3 separate regions of the Mus musculus genome follow, and regions 2 and 3 are each linked to region 1. The links are chromatin contacts, called in public promoter capture Hi-C maps. All regions are on one chromosome and are shown on one strand. The core of a region is the stretch at or near the end of the contact, and the rest is flanking DNA. Distances in the headings are between cores, read along the strand shown.

Region 1 (3,895 bases), core at 652-3,151:
CACATAGCCCAATTAAAAAATATATGTATATATGAACATGTATATAGTTGGAAAGTTCAAAGAGCACAAAATAATTGTTCAAGAATGAGATTATCTTAGGCAGTATAGGATTATTATGTTATTCATATTCCTAAATTAGTAATTTTAATATCTATAAAATGTAAGAAGTTAGCACAAAATGTTTTGACAGCAAGTAAAATGTGGATATATTAATATCTGTATATTTATGGTATAATTTGTTTCTTTTTACATTATGTTTAACTTAAACAGATTATGAAATATAAAGACATCAAAGTAAACACTAAAATGCATTATGTAGTGAAGAATATAAAAACATACTTTAAAAGTAATGCTGCATTTATATGTGCTAAGTTAGTATGAATATATTATACTAACATTGTTATTTAACAGTCATTTATATTGCTATGTTATGAAAGTCTGTTCAGCAGTCACATATTTTTGTCAGTGAAGAGAATATAATTATTTTGAATACAACTACTGTTTCATTTATTACACATTTGTTTTCAAATAATATCTCCTCTAATTTTGCTGTCACCAATAAAGACAGAGCTAGTTTAACTTTCTTTTTCCTCTCTCTTTTTGTTCTTCCTTCTCTCCTTTCTTTTCTTGGTTTTCCTTTTTTGTTAATGCCTATATGCCTCTGTAGCTCCTGCCACTAAATCCTCATTTCCATTGGCTGTGTGGCTGAGTCTCTTCCCTCTTGTTCCATTTTTCTGCACTAACAGCATTAGGGCAGTGGAAATGAAATGTTACAGTCAACAGTGTTTAATATTTTTTTGTTCTTATCACTGTTAACACTTCTATTACTATCAAAACGTTTGGATCAGCACTGTCAGTTACACAGAACCTGCTGACACACCAAGGAAAACTTTGATAAACAGTTCTGCTGCGTTTTTCTATATTCTGCAGAGTTCTTATGTCAAAATGTTTCTTTGTTCCTTGGGATATTTATGTTGAAAAAATATATTGTGGTTTGTTAAGGGGGTGGTTTTGTATTTCTACTTGAAGTTTTAATCCTTTACTTCTAACCTCACAGTAGGTTGCTGTAGAAGTGATTAGATTGTAACAAATATAGGATTATTGTAATTCAGGGCAGACAATAAGCTGGGAATGATTTTCTAAAGAACAAAGATGTCATTTTCATGGAAATATAACAACAGTTTCAAAGAAAGGAGCAGGTTTGAAAGAAATAAATATGTGCTTGACTAGGGCAGATTATAAGAAGAAATAAAGACCAAAATTTCAAATGAAAAATTGACAGTTCTGAAAATTTACATTCACTCTTTTCTTTGAGTTCTAAGGCTCTTTGAATGTATGCTTATGGGCTTTCAAGCTTACTGCTTGCATTCATCAGGACCCCCTCTTAAATACCTACATTTAATTGAAAGCGACATTTGACCTTGAACAAAGAACAGCAGTTTCTCATTTATTTTTGTAAGGCAGAGTCATCTTCTACTGCATATTAAATCTTCCTTTGCATGTGAAAAAATGGAATTCCCAAACGTTGTAAGCCCAATGAAATTGTATATGCTACACAGGTTAAATGTTAGATGGCGGCAGACATTATATTGAGGACATTTTCTAAATAAGTTAAATATGGAAAATAACTGAGCAAATTGTCAGTATTTTCAGAAAATATTTCCCTCCCTTTCACACTGAGTGTGGGAAAGGGATTCTCAGTGCAAGATGAACTTCACTTAGTATGTGTCAAGTTACTACAGAGGACAGTTGCTTATCCTCAAAGAATAATGCTGCTTTGACAAACTTTTGAATGGTGAGAGTTACAGAGACAGTTTTCATCCTCCACTCCCATGACATGCCATTTTATAGCTCTGCTGATGAGCACACAGCTCCATCTGGGGGCAGAGCCAGAGGGAACATTTTTTGTCTTGGCTGGATGGCTGTCATCATTGTGCAATAGAAGCTTCCTGTGTCAACAGCACTCATCCATAGCCCATTCTTGGTCATACTTCTATCTAGTTTATTTCATGACATTCTGTAAGGTCATGGTGTTCATTCTAAAAGCCCTTCTGTAGGAGTCTCAGAACCTTGTAATTGGTTCTTCTTCTCTAACTGTTCTTCTGTGTCTACACATCCATTCCTTCTGGCTTTTTCAATGTAGCTTGTATTTTTTTTTCAGATCTAAATTACAGAACATTTTCAATTCACCTCCAAAATTATCTGTACTATTTGCACTTCTCTTCCTTATTCTTCATCTTTATTTCCTGTCAGGTCTACATTCTTATCTTCAAGGGGCTGGACTACTCTAATGATCCTTGGTTCTACATATTGGGTCCTTTCTCCTGAAACAATGTATTCTCTCATTCCCACCCTTTTCATTGGTTATCTCATGGCCACACCCAGACAATATACCTGAAGTTATTTATTTGGCATTGCTAACCTAGCTTCTTTTCACTTCACACTTTGGCATCTAAGAGTATTCCTTCCTCTGCATCAACACACATGACTGATTCAAATCAATAAATTCAAATCAATAAATTGAATAAGTTACAAATATAATTTTTTATTTACCCTCACTGTAATATCATGACTAATTATGTCTTAGTAATGGCTACTTGAAACACAGAACCAGCATTCTAATTACCATTTGCCAATACTTAATCTACCATTGGCAATATGTAATGTGAGTGTGTGCACAAGTATGCATGTATGCGCGCACACACACACACACACGTGTGTGTGTGTGTGTGTGTGTGTGTGTGTGTGTGTGTGTGTGTGTGTATTTGTGGTGCAGATGTGTGTCAAGAGGTTGCTATACACATAAGTATGGATGGACATAGACTCCTTGAATGTCGTACTTTCAGCATCTACCTTGCTTTTTGAGACAAGGTCTCTCACTGACACAGAACCCACCAAATAGGCTGCTGATCCTAGGAATATGGCTATCTCTGTCTTAGCAGTAATGGATCACAGACATGTGCTCATGGACTTGGGGTGATTTGTAAGACATTTTCCCTTGCTGAACAGTATGATCTGTAGCCCTTAATCAACATCCTTTTAACTGTTGTTCCAAATAGACACGTAAGCGACAGCATCGTTCTGCTCAGAATCTTTAGTTGCCGCCTGTCAGGAGCAGGTGACTGAGTAGTATATGGTTTAAGTGATGACTTCTCCACATAGAAGGTGTGGAATTCAGCCAGCCTGTTGATTTCTTGCTGTGCCTTTTCTTACTTATTTCTTCAATTGTTCTAAACGACTTGGAGGTTGAGTTGGACAACATTGTGCTTTTTTTTTTTTTTAAATCAGTAGCATCACACATGTAAGTAGTAAAAAGATCCTGACTTTTGTCATTTTATTATTACATCTATTATAAATGTTGTCACTGCAACTATCATAGGTACTGTGATATGAAATTTAATCACTAAAGTGGTTGCACTAAGCAGCTGTGTCTACGGAGCTTAGGAAATCATGAGAATGGAATCCGTGTAATTGCAGTTGGTGATCTTTTAAAAGAAACTGAAGGGAGCATTGTGTTTTACCTTCTTTTTTTTTGTTTTCTGAGGGTTTCACAAGTGTTGCTACCTGGAAGTAGAGATTCACTGGACATAAAATCAGTCTTTTGTTTGTATTGGAATTCTTAAGTTTCAGAAGTATGATAAAACACACTACTGTGCATAATAATTTTCCATTTGTGGGTACATTTTCTTAGCAACATGAGCACAATGATACCATAGGAAATAACCATGGTACAACATTCAGTTTTTCCTATGTACAGTTTTTGACCTTCTTACTACTCATCATGATATTCCTCTAAAATCAGTCTCTTCCTTACTCCTTGGGTATTCAACATACTGGATTGTTTACAGCACATCTTCAATGTGTTTACTCTCTTTTATCTTGTTTACCAAACCTT
Region 2 (3,858 bases), core at 126-2,625, 1.3 Mb before region 1:
TTTTCTGTAGTCATGGATCAAGAATGTCATTTATACATTCACCAAGATCAGTTCAGTTGTTTCTTACGGCACCCAAGATAAAAATATGGCTGTTTCATGCGAGGGAACAGAGGAAAATTATTTAAGCATATACATTGCCAACGTAATCAGAGGTAGACAGGAGAAATAAACTGTGATACTCGGGACAGCTCTTCTGGTAAGGTATGGGATCATTCTGAAGAAATGAGCTGAGATCAGAAGGGTGGAAAGGAGCGGGTCTTTGAAAGGGGCAGAAGAGAGTGCAGAAAAGGAGATTACATCAAACTCTTCCCAGGAACCCTGTGCTCTCATCTCTTTTTCTTTCTTTCCGTTTTTCTTCTTTAATAATAGATTTTTAATACACTATATTCTGCTCTTCTTTCCCCTTCTCCAGCTCTGCCAAGATCCTCTCCACCTCCCTTCCCAGCCGAATCCACAGCTTTCCTGCCTCTTCTTAGAAAACAAATATGCATCTAAATAATAATAAAATAGATAAGATGAAAACAAACACACAATATAGGACAAAACAAACAAATGAAAAAGCATGAGAAAGTCATATAGATGTATTCGTTCAGTGAGGAATTCCACAAAAAACAGAAAACTGGAAGCCATATGTCTATACAAAAGACCTAAAAAGATTACACATATATATATATATATCCCTGACAAAACATTCTGAGACAAAGAACCTCTTAAGATTCAACTGAGTCTCTTTTGTGTTGGCCATCTACTGCTGAGCATGGCTGTGCCCTCACTTCTTCACCTCTGATGTCCTCCTCACAACCCGGCCGTTCTCTCCAGACAACTCAGTCTTCTTTGTGCAGCCTGGCTCCTCCTGGCTGGCTCTGCTTCTGACAGAACCGACAGAACCCTTGGGTCTCTGGTTGGTAGGTCTGGGCTAAATAAGCTTTCCACCACGAGACTGAAGAATTCCCATACAGGAGCTCAACTGCACTCTCCAGAAACTCCTATCTTACCATTGTTGAGCCGCAGAGCCATTGAGCGAATTATTAATCCGAAACCCTTTGTTTTGCTCTCCTGTTCTAGTCACCTGTTTGTTTTTCCAGACCACGTTGTCAGGTTTAGCTCCAGTAAGGTCAGAAGGCCAGTTAACAACTTCACGAACACTGCCTGGCTCCCAGTCGTGGCTGTCAGCACACGCGGGAAGCCCGCCAGCCTCCCTCTCCCAAGAAGGCGCCTGGATGACGTCACCCAGAGCCGAGGGCTGAGCGCCGAGCGTGACGTCACGGGGGCGGAGCGAGTTGCCGTGAGGTCACTGGGTGGGCGGGGCCGGGCTCAAGCCCCAGTGTCGTCACGGGCGGGGGCGGGCCTGGAGCGTGTCAGCGCAGCCGAATCAAAACAAGCCCGAGACCCGCCTTTTCCCTCGGGCTCCTCCGCGTCTCGCTCTGCTCGGGGGCCCGTTGCGCCCGCGCGGCTGCGAGCCTCGGGTGGCCGCGCGTGGCCGCGCCGGCTTCTGCCGCGGAGGGCGCGGCGGCCGGAATGTCGCGGCGAGGGCCGCGCGGCGGGGCGGGCGCCTGAGGAAGAGCGGCCGGCCCGCGCTCTCCGTGGCCGCCCCGGTGCGGCGGGGGAGCCGCCTTCGTGGGCGCCGGGGACCGGGACACCCGCGAGCGGGCCGGGGAGATGCCCAACCCCAAGAACAGCAAAGGCGGCCGCAAAAACAAGCGCGCCAACAGCAGCGGGGACGAGCAGGAAAATGGAGCCGGGGCCTTGGCGGCGGCGGGTGCGACAGGCGCGGCGGCCGGAGGGGCCCTGGCGGCGGCGGCGGCGGGCTGCGGGGCGGCGTCGCCCGGCGCGGTGGGCACCGGCGGCGCGGCGGGCCCGGGAGGTGCGGGCACGGGCGCCGCCAACGCCACCGTCGCTGCGGGGGCTGCAGCCGCGGGAGACGCTAAGAATGGTAAGACGACAGCGGCGGGGCGAGCGCCAACTTCCTCACCGACGGGCGGGCGGGCGCGGTGGCGGGGCCCTGGGTGGCGCGGGCGGCGCGTGGACAATGCGAGTCAGGAAGTGCTCGCCCCGCCCCACCGCCCCGCGCTGCCTTTCCTTTCGTGGTCCCCACGCGGAGCGGCGTGGACCGGGGCTGCGGGCCCCGCGGCGGCGCTCCGGTTGGTGCCTGCTCCCCGTGGTGCCCGCGCGGGCTGAGTCTGAAATGTCCCGGGTTGGTGGGAGCGAGGCAGCGGGCAAGCAGGAAAAGGAGCCCAAGTTAGAATGATCCGATTGGAAACTTCCCTGCTCACCGCGACCCACCCACCCACCATTGCCCCCAAAGAAGAAAAGCTGCAATTCCCAGCAGATGTAGGCCTGTTGCCTGATTGCCACAGGTGGAGAGAGAGAGAGAGAGAGAGAGAGAGAGAGAGAGAGAGAGAGAGAGAGAGAGAGAGAGAGAGAGTGTGTGTGTGTGTGTGTGTGTGTGTGTGTGTGTGTGTGTGTGGTGTTCATTTAATTCTCTTGTCTTGCTCGAGGAAGGAAGAGAATCTGAACTTGACTTCCGTTCCCAACCTGAAGTGTTTGGGTGTCTTTTTCTTTTTTTTCTCTCTCTTTCTTTCTCTCTTTTCTTCCTTTTCTTCCTTTCCTTCTTTTCTCTTTCTTTCTTTCTTTCTTTCTTTCTTTCTTTCTTTCTTTCTTTCTTTCTTTCTTTCTTTCTTTCTTTTCCTGTCCCTTGTATAATTGTTTCACATTTGTTTTTCTGAAGAAGCCCTGATAATTTCATGAGCGCTTGAATGATCCTTTAGAAGGGAGGAATGCAGGTAATAGCTAAGGTGTGACAGGATTTTCCCTTCTTACCACAGGATGCCTGACATTTATTTGGGCAGCTTTTAAACTTTTTTCTTCTCAGGTAGTTTTTCAGGGGAAAAAAATGTACATTTTAATGTAAGTAGATGAGAATCGTTAGAATCGTTATATTTGCTTCTTAACAGTTTTCAAAGCCATCCTCTATGTAGATGGTCTCCCATAAAAAGGGCTACAGTACTTACAAGAATGCCACAGTGATTCCCATAGGAGATAGACTACAGGCTGTTGGAAAGGGCCCCCCCCTGGCTGAGCCCCTGCAGTTTTGAAATAGGAAGATTTGTTTATTAGGAGGAGCAAACTTACACGTTTGTGAGTGTTTGATAGTGTACTATCAAAACTTGGCTAGCCTATTTGGCTAGCCTGTGCCGGCTCTTGCTTTCTTATCTCTAACCGTCCTTTTGATATTGATGTGACAGAGAAGATGATACTTAGACTGCATAATACCAGCTCTTCCTCAGCCATTTAGAGCTTTGATATCTGGAGAAAGGCCAGTTTTTCTGAACCTCAGTTTCCTCATAGACACACTTGAGGGAGTGAGGGGGGGCAGTGAGGGTTACACTGGGCCTTTAGAGGATTTTCCTGAGGGAGGCTTAGAGTGACCCTTTACTTTTAAGTTCCCATTTCGTGTTATTTAAAGGCTTATTATGTAAAGGTCGATAAAAGCTCATTGCAAATAATAGATGGCTGGTGAGTAACAGCTACTAGTTATTCATTCAAAAGATTATTTTAGTTATTAGATTATTGTTATTAAATATTAAAATAAATATTTTAAATGGACAACTTTTTAATTTGTAATGTTAATAGTACTGTGTATTAGATAGGGACTAGGCTAATGGTTATACTTTAGTACATCCTCGGTTCTCACAAAGACCTGTGTCTTTACCACACTCTGAAAGATTTGAGTATCTTAAAGTAGTTGAGGAAGTTTTTCTTTGGCAGATGGTACCTGCTAGACTGAAAACATTAAGCCACTTACATTGTTCATTTGAAGTAGTAAACTGGTAGATTTAGCAGTACTGTGTATATCTG
Region 3 (3,939 bases), core at 1,421-3,920, 1.4 Mb before region 1:
GTCTAGGTTTTCGGGTGTGTTGGGGTGCCCTGGACTGGCTGAGGTGGGAGTACTGGGTTCTGATGATGGTGAGTGGTCTTGGTTTTTATTAGTAAGATTCTTATATCTGCCTTTCGCCATCTGGTAAACTCTGGAGTCAGTTGTTATAGTTGTCTCTGGTTAGAGCTTGTTCCTCTCATGATTCTGTTATTCTCTACCAGCAGACCAGGGAGACTAGCTCTTTCCTGAGTTTCAGTGGTCAGAACACTCTCTGCAGGCAGGCTCTCCTCTTTCAGGGAAGGTGCACAAATATCTGGCATTCAGACTTGCCTCCTGGCAGAAGATGAAGGCCCGAAACAAGACCTGTCCCAGAAGCTGTTAGCTTCTGTAGTCCATACTCTCACCTGTGCAGAGTAGTCTCGGAGGAGTCCAGGATCCAAGATGTCTCCTGAAGTTGCTCAGGCAAAGCCCTCCCGGGCTGGGCGGACACCTATCCTCTGGCAGGGAAGGTGCCCGGATGTCTGGAGCCCGAAAAGGGGGCTGCCTCAGAAGCTCTGTGGTTCCCACTTGTCCCAGAAGCTGTTAGCTTCTATAGTCCACACTCTCACCTGTGCAGAGTAGTCTCGGTGGAGTCCGGGATCCAAGATGTCTCCCGCAGATGCTCCGTCCTTGGCTTTCTAATCCCCCTGTTTCCACCCACTTAGCGCTGGGCTTACATGTACGGTCGGATGGCTATGGCCCAGCAGAGAGTAATAGGTTTCAGTGTAACAATTTTTACTTACTAAGTTCAAGTCATCTATTTTATTTTTTCCTTGCTCACAGAGTCCGGGGAAATTGCCTCATTATAACTGAAGTGACTCTACTGGAGTGTGGGTGGCCTTGCAGTGAGACCTTGCTTGGGGAAATTGTTAAGTATGGTATTTGTTTTAACACTACAATTTTGTATTATGTACATTTTTGTTATTAGACGCGTTCTCACGACCGGCCAGGAAAGACGCAACAGACCAGAATCTTCTGCGGCAAAGCTTTATTGCTTACATCTTCAGGAGCCAGAGTGCAAGAAGCAAGAGAGAGAGAAAACGAAACCCCGTCCCTATTAAGGAGAATTCTCCTTCGCCTAGGACGTGTCACTCCCTGATTGGCTGCAGCCCATCGGCCGAGTTGACGTCACGGGGAAGGCAGAGCACATGGAGTGAAGAACCACCCTCGGCACATGCGCAGATTATTTGTTTACCACTTAGAACACAGCTGTCAGCGCCATCTTGTAACGGCGAATGTGGGCGCGGCTCCCAACACATTTTAAAAGACATAAACTATAAATTTTCAGCTCCCTTCTGAGAGGAAAAAAAGAGGCCTTGAAGGATCTTACAGTCCTTACTTAGAAGATTTTGTAAGTTTGACAACAGTTACAGGACAGCTAACCACTCAGGTTCACATTCACATGGCAAACCTTGATCCTGTAGGGCAACTAGGCCACTGCTTGGGGAGAGCATGGACCCTGCACAGCTTAGGGGACCTGGCTACTCTCACATCCCCTGAAAACAGGTCTTTCTGACTATTACATTTTTAGCTTCTCACAGATTGTCCTTGGACTTCCCCAAGGCCTCCACCAGTCTCCACCCACCTTCCCAATCTCTCCTCTCTCTTCTCTCCTCTCTCTCTCTCTCTCTCTCTCTCTCTCTCTCCCTTCTCCCTCTTCTGCCCCCTCCCCTCCCCTTCTCCCACCCTGCCCCTCTCCCTCCTTAGCCCCTCCCCCGCTCCACCTCTCTCCATTCTCTACCCCCCCCCCCCTTCCTGGTTTCTGCACAAAGTCAACTTTCTTGCTCAATGAAAGTCCATTTTGGGCCTCTGTCTGACCTGGCCTTTTCCAGCCTCACCCAGATGGCTCATTCTCTACCTGTACCACCTTCAATTTCCAAGGGAGATTTGATTGGTCCAAATGATCAGTTTCACCATTGTTGTGGAGTGGCTGCTGTTTGATGAGGTTGACAAAGACTAGGCCACATTTGTGAGTGTGTGTGGGGGCTGCGGGGGGTGGGGGGGCTGAAACTCACTAGGTTGACCCGGAGTTCACAGAGATCTTCCTGCCTCCACGGAGGACGTCACCAATGACTTGGACACTTGGACACTCGTAATTAATTGGGGGTGGGAAGAGAAATTTCCCTCATGATTACATTTACAATTCCTATACAATAATTTAAGTTGAGTTTCTTTTTCAAAACTCTGGGTAGGGCAAGTACATACGATGGAAATAAAAAGAATTTGAATGATTTGAATGGTCAATGAAATGTAGGAAACAATGAAGCGAAACAAATGTATTCCGTCTCAAGATCTAGAATCAAAATCGGTAGACCTGGCCTTGAAGAATGAAGGTGTTTGCAAATTGAGTCTTTTTTACTTTATTATTATTATTATTTGTCTTGAGCCTAATGCTCTGCATACAGAACCCACGTGAGGCTCTGTTTTCCTAGGAGATCTCAGAATTTAGCACGCTGGGGGAGCTTTTTCTCTTGTTGGGTAAGATACTCTGTCAGGAAATGAAGATGCATTAGGCTGTGGGTCCTGACGAGTAGGACGAGAGAGGTGATGGTACTTTGTGTGTGCATTCCTAGAAACCTGCCTCCAGCTTTGGCGTTGGCGCGGGTTTCCTCCTCCTAGGCGTGTCCCGGGAGAATGGGCGGCCCCTTTCCAGACAGCACTTAGTCTTACTTGCCCCCTACGCCTCTCCTTGTCCCCTCCCTCCTCCACTGCAGCCTTTCTCTTAGCCCGGGCCACTTCCTTCTTCTGCCTGTTCCTCCCCAGGGCGCGGAAGCCGAGTACAGGGTTCAGACCCACGCAGCAGCAGCTCTTCCGTGAAGAAGGAAGCAATCGGAGAGGTGAGCTAGTCCTGGAAGGCGCTGGGGGAAAGCTGGACCCGACGTCTGGGAAGTCTGAGCCCCGGGTGGAGGGTAAGGACCTCGGGGTGCCGCGGTACAGCTAGAGGGGCCTTGGACACGCGCCCTTTGTACCCCACTGGCGGGAACCCCACTCGGCCAGCACACTTCCGCACTGGGCTCACGTGACGTTTTGCCGGCCGGGGGCGGACCAGGAGAGGGGCAGCCCCAATCGATGTTTGCAGCGGTGCAACGTGTGGGTTTTGCATTTGGCGTCAGCTTGGTTGGGTGGGGGGCTGGGGGTGAGGTTACGGGGTGCGGAAAGACTGGGGGGGGGGATCCCGGGGCAATGAAGTGGTGTCATGACATTGCTCTCTGCACTGCGGAGGGCAGGTGAGGAAGGGAAAGTAGGACTCGTGGGGCTCCCGGGCTGTGCCTTCGGGTGCGCTGACGGTGGGGGACCGAGGGAGGGTGAGTTGCGAAGACAAAGGGACGAAGCGCTTGTGGTCCCGGGCTCTGCAGCCCTATGCAGTTCAGGAGTGAGGGAGTGGTACACACAGACCTCAGGATTTGGGGATCCATATTTGGCAAGACCTCAAACTTGTAGGAGGAATGACCAAATATGGAGTCAGCTGGAACCAGCGAATAGGGACGAAGGTGAGCCTTTGACCCGCGCCAGCTGTTAGTGATAGAAGGGAGGCTGGAAGACCGCCTAGCTCGCGTGTAAAGTTGGCTGTCGGTTCCCGAGCAGGCGACTCTAGAAGGCTTTATTTCCTTGGCCTATTGCCTCTAGAGTTTTAAAACATAACTAGAGAAGGCTCCTGACATTCCTTTCCAAATGTGTATCGATGAAGCTTTCTAGCATGTGCCAAGCCCCTCTCCTTGTGAGACCCACTCAGACAGCCTAATTAGAATCTGAGACAGTTAGACAGGCCCGGCTGACATCTGCCGCTGCCCGTCTTCTGGCCCAGCCTCTCGCAGACAGGCTCATTTTCTTAGGTTTGCTTTGCTATGACCTCTCATTGTTCTTGATCTCTCAACGAAGAGAGGTTTCTCTCCGGCTTTTAGACTGCCCTGGGTCTATTGT

Evidence for each region. Promoter capture Hi-C pulls out the DNA fragments that hold promoters and counts their contacts.
Region 2: a promoter capture Hi-C map of liver shows a contact between it and region 1, with 3 times the contacts expected there. The contact joins the promoter of Heca here to the enhancer-like site in region 1. A contact is called at or near these places in 4 of 39 promoter capture datasets (the 3T3-L1 cell line, cranial neural crest and liver).
Region 3: a contact with region 1 is called in a promoter capture Hi-C map of cranial neural crest. The contact joins the promoter of Abracl here to the enhancer-like site in region 1. A contact is called at or near these places in 5 of 39 promoter capture datasets (the 3T3-L1 cell line, cranial neural crest, hippocampal neurons and 2 more).

Annotation. Positions count from the first base shown.
Region 1 is chr10:16,635,212-16,639,106 of GRCm38.p6, reverse strand. No RefSeq gene overlaps it. Among named protein-coding and RNA genes, the nearest start is that of Gm20125, 460 kb to the left of the region's middle. Within about 2 kb of position 1,901, at least 23 of the 459 cell types and tissues checked have an H3K27ac peak or open chromatin away from gene starts, as enhancers often do.
Region 2 is chr10:17,945,584-17,949,441 of GRCm38.p6, reverse strand. It overlaps Heca (hdc homolog, cell cycle regulator), which reads left to right and starts at 1,375. Exons shown (of 4, transcript NM_001033432.3): 1 at 1,375-1,933. The coding sequence starts at 1,660.
Region 3 is chr10:18,021,983-18,025,921 of GRCm38.p6, reverse strand. Abracl (ABRA C-terminal like) reads left to right here and starts at 2,670. Exons shown (of 3, transcript NM_028440.1): 1 at 2,670-2,855.